Linked DNA regions of Sus scrofa: region 1 is linked to region 2. Evidence: chromatin contacts called from public Hi-C data. All regions are on one chromosome and are shown on one strand. Each heading gives the region's core, a stretch centred on a gene start, on an enhancer-like site or on the middle of the called end of the contact. The rest is flanking DNA. Distances are from core to core; before and after follow the strand shown.

Region 1 (3,623 bases), core at 143-2,642, 68 kb after region 2:
CCTACGTGCAGCCCACACTGAATGAGTGAGAGGTTGTGCTGTCTCCTTAACCAGGGGTTATTGACGTAAATTATTTGGAATTCTTCATCATTCGAGATTTGTCTATTCTTCCCAATTTATTTTTTTCACCACTTATTTATATCAGTGTGGACTTGTGGATATTTATTTTATACTTGAGGATATAGTCCAATACTACTTTATTGTGTTGCACTTCCCTAATGATAAATGGTACTGAGCATCTTTTCATATGCTTATTCGCCCTCCTTATATTGTCTTTTGTCCAATGTCTTTTCAGATGTTTTGTGCTTTTTAAAATGGGGTCATCCTACTTTTGAAAGCCATTTAGGACTTGAGGCCAGTGTGAGTGTGTGTGTGTGTGTGTGTGTGTGTGTGTGTGTCTACGTGTGTCTACTAGGAACCCCTGTCCACCGTAAATTTCCTCAGCTGTGACTTCTGAAACTCTTCTGGAGGCTTAGCCCATCTGGTTCTGAGTCAGATCTGACCAGGGCAGGGTGGGGTTTGGAGGCAGGCTCTGGAGGAGACCTCAGTGTGGTTCAGTCAAAACCATTCGCCTCAGTGTTCCATTTCTTTCTACCCCTTGCTGAATGCTTCATGAAATAGAACTAAGAACTAAAATATTCCACAATCCCACAAACTCCCATTGCCTTTCCTCACCATTTAGAACTAATTTAGGCAACATCGGCCACAAGACACACATGCTTTACAAGACTGAAAATATTCTGGTTTTAGCCTTTCCTATTTCACCAAGCCTTAAGAAGGATGAGTTCAGATGGCTGTGTGGACACATGGATGCTTCCTTATGTTGGATGAAATTCTTTACTTCTTTTTATTTTATTTTTTTTTAGGGCCGCACCCACAGCATATGGAGGTTCCCAGGCTAGGGGTCCAATCGGAGCTGTAGCCACGGGCCTATGCCACAGCCACAGCAATGCCGCCGGATCCTTAACCTGCTGAGCGACGCCAGGGATCAAACCCGCAACCTCATGGTTCCTTGTCGGATTTGTTTCCGCTGCGCCATGACGGGAACTCCTGCTTACTCTTTTTTAAAAAAGACAGACCTCGGGGCTTTTAAACCTGAGTTTATGGTCACGGAGGAAATCGATTCAGGAGAAATGCCATGTAGCACTCTCCCTGGACAAAGGATTGCTTGTGTTCTTTGATGCTTAGGCCTCTCTGGTAGTTTCTCTGAAGTTTATTTGTTTTGAAGACCCTCTTCAAGTTGGGGACCCATTACTGTGGTAATTTACAAACATCAGTTTTTCAAAGGGAGTGAAGCTTACCTGTCAGCAAATTAGCATTTTGACCAGCCAGCAAATAAAGGCAGCTGGTCTGGTACAGCTGAAGGCGGCGTGGCCACTAGGGGTCAGCGGTGTCCTGATAAGGGAAGCACAGTTTGGGGAGAAAAGCGTGGGGGTAGGGAGGAGAGGTGCCTGGCCAGCTGGAGTTTTCCAGAGAGAAAGATGTACACTCTCTTGGATGGAGCTGAAAAATGGGCATTTTAAGTTTTAGCAATGAGATGTTTTTTATTTGTTTTGTTGTGTTTTCTGGTTTGGAAGCCAATTCTCTGAAGAGAACCATAGATTTTATGTCTGTCATCTTGCCTACAATTTCTCTTCTCTGCAGATTTTCAAATATCGTTTAATTTCCCCTTTACCAGACCTGTCTGGCCATTCCTGGTGGACTTAGGGTGGGGAAAATCGCGAAGTTCCCTCCATTTCCCATAATATTTTAATTCAGGTGACTTCCAGATTAAATGAGAAAGGGTCAAGGAAGGGGAGGCAGGGTGGGAAGGGAGTAGGGTCATGCTGATCCCAGCAGCATCTGTGAGGAGGAGTGGGGAGGGGCTGGTGTTGAGGGTGCCCTCCTGCCTCCCACCCAGATCAAAAGAGCTCCTGCCACCCTAGAGCCCCTGCCGCCAGTCCCACTCTTCCCCACCTGAGGGCAGTATCAGGGCTTCCCCTGGTACATGCCCCCTCCAGATTCTTGTGCCCTTGGTACATGTGGCAACCGTGCCTACTCAATCTCTCTTCTCCTGAGCCCTGATGGGCTTCAGAATGCTTTTCAATCCCATGCTTCAGGCAGTCAAGATCAACTTCGCCTCTGTTTCAGGTTTGGCAATGCCTAGGTGTCAAAAGCATGTTTAAGTAGTTCTCTTGTGGTGCAACAGGTTAAGGATCTGGCATTGTCACTGCACTGGCTCTGGTCGATGCTGTGCCAAAGGTTCGATGCCTGGCTTGGGGAATTTCCACATTCCAGTGGTGCTGCCAAAAAAACAAAACACAAACGTGTTTATGTTGAACTTGGCAGTCATCTCGCCTGTCTGTGGTGATTTTGTTTGTTTGCATTTAGACAGGCTCTGCAAGGGTTTTGAGAGTCTTCCTTCAAATGGGGTTAACGTGTTACTACACAATGGCCAAAGTTTGGACTAGTTTTAGGCACTGATTGGATTCTGGCTAAAATGATATTCTAGACAACCATTCCATGTTACTTTGCTAGAGATTTCACCCAACTCTGTTTTTCTCATGAGCATATTATCTGTTCAGAGTAAAAGTCTGACCTACTAACTAAAGTTTAATGAAGAGTGAGATGGGAATTCCCCTCATGGTGCAGCAGAAGTGAATCTGACTAGGAACCATGAGGTTGTAGGTTCGATCCCTGGCCTGCTCAGTGGGTTAAGGATCTGGTGTTGCCAGGAGCTGTGGTGTGGGTCACAGATGCAGCTTGGATCCCGTGTTGCTGTGGCTGTGGCGTAGGCTGACAGCTGTAGCTCGCCTGGGAACCTCCAAATGCCACAGGTATGGCCTTAAGGAAAAAAAAAAAAAGAGTGAGATGAATCACCTGACTAGCATTCAGAAACACAAGTTAAACAATGTGGATACCATTTTGTCCTCATTAATTGGCAAAAATGCAAATGGCTAATAACTTACAGTGCTGTGGTGGGAAGGGAAAACCAGGCCACCTCATACTATAGCTAAAAATGTAAATTGTTACTATTTGGGGGAAATAGTATAATAATATTTATTAAAATTAGAAATATATAGTATTGCCTCACATCTCATTTTGGAGACTATATTCTTCAGATATGAAAGTGGGAGAATGTAATAAATAATCAAGGATGCTTCTGTACACGTTTTAGCGGCAAAACAATGTAATCGCGATACCTCCTGAATACCCCTCAATAGAATATATATTGGCATAAATATAATTTGGTATATCCGTAATTAGAGTGAGTGTAAATGAACGAACTAGATCTATGTGATCTGTTCTAGGGGATATCCATGGCAAACTGAGTGAAAAAAGGAAATTGTAGAGTCTTGAACATAGTATAATTCTGTTTATATGTGAACACAAAATTCAAACTCTCTGTGTAGGAATAAATGTTTGTACACAAGCATGATGAAAGATAAGGAGGGTGCCCACCAGCTGTTTGACCTCTGTGCGGTGGGATAAGAGGAAGGGTGTATGCTTGCGTGGAGCAGGAGTATTATGCATTTTTTCTTTAATGCATTTTAAAAGTAGGATGCATATACATACTTTTAGAATGAAAAAAAAATCAGATGAGGAAACATGGTCCCTAAAAAGTTAAGGCCATGGACCAAAGT
Region 2 (3,769 bases), core at 662-3,161:
CACAGCAATGCAGGGTCTAAGCTGCATCTGCGACTTATACCATAGCTCACAGCAATACCAAATCCTAACCTACTGATAGAGGCCAGGGATGGAACCCACATCCTCATGGATACTAGTCCAGTTCCTTACTGCTAAGCCAGAGTGGGAACTCCCAAAGGCTATCGTTGATAAAAGAAAACTAGGTATCTCAAGTTAAGAAATTTAGCACTTTTCTGTGTGTGGGAAGGTACAGAAGTCTGGGCTCACTGAAATGATTCCTTTGATGTGCACCTCAGCTATCTGGGGCCTCCATCCTGTGTTTTCACATCCTGAGGGCTCACCATTGGGAGTGGCTGTAGTCTGATGGCCACTAGATGGCAGGTATTCTTAGTGTCCACCCCAAGTTCCCTCAGGGCTCACCTACATCAAAGTTGGCTGCTATCACTGATGACTGTGACATCCTTTGTTTACTGATGTGGCAGGTGATATTTTCTTTCTCACAAGTGGGAGCCATGGTATCCCCAGAGGGGCCTGGAGGGTCTTTCTGTTTCTCAAGCCACATGCCAGACTCCAGAAACCTGTGCTTCCTGAAGCAAAAATAGACACATTCACTTTCCTGGTCCTTTACACATCCTGATGGTGTATTGGCAGGCACTGCCCTGCTTGGGTTTGAATCCTGGCCCTGCCACTTACTGTTGTATAAGGTCAGCAAGTAATTGACCTCTCTATGCTCCAGTTCCCTCCTTTGTAAACAGGGCTAATACTGGTGTCTATATCAGAGGGTTGTTGAAAGGACTGAATTAATGGATACAAAATGCAGAAAGGAGCCTGGCACATATTAAGTGTGCTATTCACGGGTGGCAGTCTGGGCTGGGCACCCAGTTGGGTAAATAAGGCAGGTGTGAGGGACCATTTAGAAAGATGTGGGTAAGATGCTGGGACACTGACAGGATCGTGGAGCACCCTGGGGCTGTACCTGCAGGGCCGTTTCCATTCTTGGGCCTGAAGGGGTGAAAGAAGCTGGCAGTTGCCAGCTACCCAGCAGTCACAGGAAAAGGTGCAGACAGGAACTGTGGGCTGTGGCCAGGAGTATAGCTGGGGGCCAGCCTGCAGGGCAGGAGTGGAGGGGATACACACCCCCAAGGCCTTCTCCTCCCTCGCTCTGATCTCCTGCCTCTACCCACCAACAGCGAGTCCAGATGGAGGCCAGTTAGGTGGGTGCAGAAGCCAGAGGTCAGCCTGCCAGGGCCCAGGGCAGACTATAAAGGGTGAGGAGCCGAGGGGCAGACCATGGAGCCCGTCCAGCACCACCGCTGGCTAATGTGGCTATGGCTGTTGTGACAATAAATGCCTGTCACTTTGAAGCCTTGACAGATTGCCATTCCTTGCAGAGCAGAGCAGCCCAACACAGAAAGCAGAGTGACAAGGCCTGTGGGGCCACCCAGTCTCATGGTGCACAGAATGTGACAGCTGGCCCCCCTCATTCTGTGAGGGGAGGAGGGAGGCCTCTCCTGCTGAGTGCCCAGTGCAGGGCCAGGTGCTTGTCACTGAGGCCTCTGTGGGGCCAGAGCTGAAGGACCCCTGGAGAAGCATCAGGCCTTTTTATTTATATCGTGAGCTGTTTGATTCACCCTGAAGTAATACTTAGGGATGAAGACTCTCACAGCCAATGTTTCACTGTATTTATCTATTAGAGTTTATTTTAGCAATCCAAAAAGTGCCCTCTGAGCGCTCCTGGGGAAGATTAAAATAAAAGATAAAAGAGCAAAACTCAGTATATCACCTGTGGCGGTGGGTTTTTCTTCTGCTGCTGGGGCAGCTGGCTTCCTGCAGGAACCAACTAAAACTCTTGGAGACAGGCTCAGAGAGCTGAGTCACAGAGAGTGTGCTGGCTGCTGTGGGGAGGCGATTACTGAAGGAAAAGTGCTGTGTGAGTGTGAATATTTACGTTTTGGCACATGTAGGGGTGGGGGAGGAAGTTGAGGGCATTGCCGGGTTTGGATCAGGGAGGAGGCCAGGCCCAGACCAGGCTCATGGGGGCCCTAAGTTCACAAAGCCAGTGTCACTAGAGGTGTCTGCCCTTGAGCTCAGATGTACACTTCCCAAGGCTGGGTTCTTGGTCACTGAGTTTGTGTTTCCAAAAGCAGAGCCATTCAAGCTGCCATTAGAATTTTTACCACTTCTGTGGATTGCCTGCATTATCATTTACTTAATATTTTTTTTGAAGATGACACTTTTGGGGGTGCTGTAAACAATTTTGTTTGCAAAGGAAACTGCATCAGTACCATGAATGGAGAGCTAGACTCACCTACAATAAATCAAGTAACCGTCGATATAAATACAAAGGAATTCCTGGCTTCCAGCCTGGCTGACTCTGAATTCTAGAGCAGAATGATTTTGAATTCTTTCCATTCCTTTCTGCGATTTGGCTGCCCTGAGAAGCCTCTCTCTCCTCTGTCTGGTCCCTAAGCTGATCTGAAATTGGTTTGCGTGCTGGTAGCCAATAAATGTTTAATAACCGGTCTTCAAAAGTAAATGTATTATAGGCATATGTAGTATAAATATCTTACTGATGTCAATGACTCATAGGGCACACAATTTACAAATTAAAAAGCCTCAAATACAGAGTTCTCTTATGGTGCAGCGGGTTAAAGATCACTGCAGGGGCTCAGGTCACTGGCGCGATGCAGGTTTGATCCCAGGCTCAGGAACTTCCACGTACCGCTGGTGCAGCCAAAAAACAAACAAAACACACACAAAAAAACAGTGTTCTCTACTGTAAATTCTATCTAGGCAGTTGATTCCTTCAGAATGTTTTCATTTCTTCTTATTGAATTCTTCCGTCTGTGGCCAACCTGTGGTTGAAATTGATGAATGAGAGTGTTAAGACATGGCTGTTGTGGATATCATCAAGGTTAAAGTGAAGCAACAGACGCATTTGTCAGAATTTCACTAGTTCGTCTTTTGTCATCAATGATGAGACGTCTTTGCTGAATTGGGTATGAGTTTTTAAATCCTGGGAAAATATTTCATCGCTTTTTTTTTTCCTCCTCTTTGCAATGTAGTAGATCCCAAATGTGACATTTTTAAGTGAAAGCTGAACTATTAACACTTTCTCCTTCATTTCTTAAGTCTGGATAACAAGACAATAAAATCAAGCCCCAATTTGTAGCATTCGCCATTTTCTTTGGTATAAATACTCCTACCATGCCTGGTTTCAGTAATTGATGTGTGAGTTCCCTGGTGATTCAGTGGGTTAAGGATCCCGTGTTTTCACTGCAATGGCGCAGGTTCCATTCCTGGCCCAGGACCCAGGAACTTCTGCATGCCGTAGGTGCAGCCAAAAAAAAAAAAAAAAAAAAAAAAAAAAACCCACTGAGAGTGATGCAGATGCGGGAAGAGAAAGGCAGAGCTCACCTTTTATGGTATTTCCAACATATAGCTACAATAGACATAAATAACCATAACATCCTAGATAGTAGTTAGATGTAGCAAAATAATTGGCAAGTGTGAATACTTAATTTTTTTTTTTTGTCTTTTTGTCTTTTTGCCATTTCTTGGGCCGCTCCCGCAGCATATGGAGGTTCCCAGGCTAAGGGTCTAATCGGAGCTGTAGCTGCCAGCCTACGCCAGAGCCACAGCAACACGGATCCGAGCCGCATCTGCGACCTACATCACAGCTCATGGCAACGCCGGATGGTTAACCCACTGAGCAAGGGCAGGGATCGAACCCACAACCTCATGGTTCCTAGTCAGATTCGTTAACCACTGCGCCACGACGGGAACTCCA

The links. A called contact is a pair of places that touch in the nucleus more often than the background predicts.
Region 1: a contact with region 2 is called in a Hi-C map of fetal liver, with 1.7 times the contacts expected there. The contact joins two enhancer-like sites. A contact is called at or near these places in 1 of 5 promoter capture datasets (liver), 8 of 47 Hi-C or Micro-C datasets (alveolar macrophages, blood, embryonic fibroblasts and 5 more) and 1 of 2 datasets of contacts at active chromatin or transcription factors (skeletal muscle).

What each region holds. Positions count from the first base shown.
Region 1 is chr13:91,003,084-91,006,706 of Sscrofa11.1, forward strand. No RefSeq gene overlaps it. Among named protein-coding and RNA genes, the nearest start is that of SIAH2, 33 kb to the left of the region's middle. Within about 2 kb of position 1,393, at least 2 of the 83 cell types and tissues checked have an H3K27ac peak or open chromatin away from gene starts, as enhancers often do. A contact at or near this core is called in fetal liver, where this site is marked.
Region 2 is chr13:90,934,965-90,938,733 of Sscrofa11.1, forward strand. No RefSeq gene overlaps it. Among named protein-coding and RNA genes, the nearest start is that of ERICH6, 22 kb to the left of the region's middle. Within about 2 kb of position 1,912, at least 20 of the 83 cell types and tissues checked have an H3K27ac peak or open chromatin away from gene starts, as enhancers often do. A contact at or near this core is called in fetal liver, where this site is marked.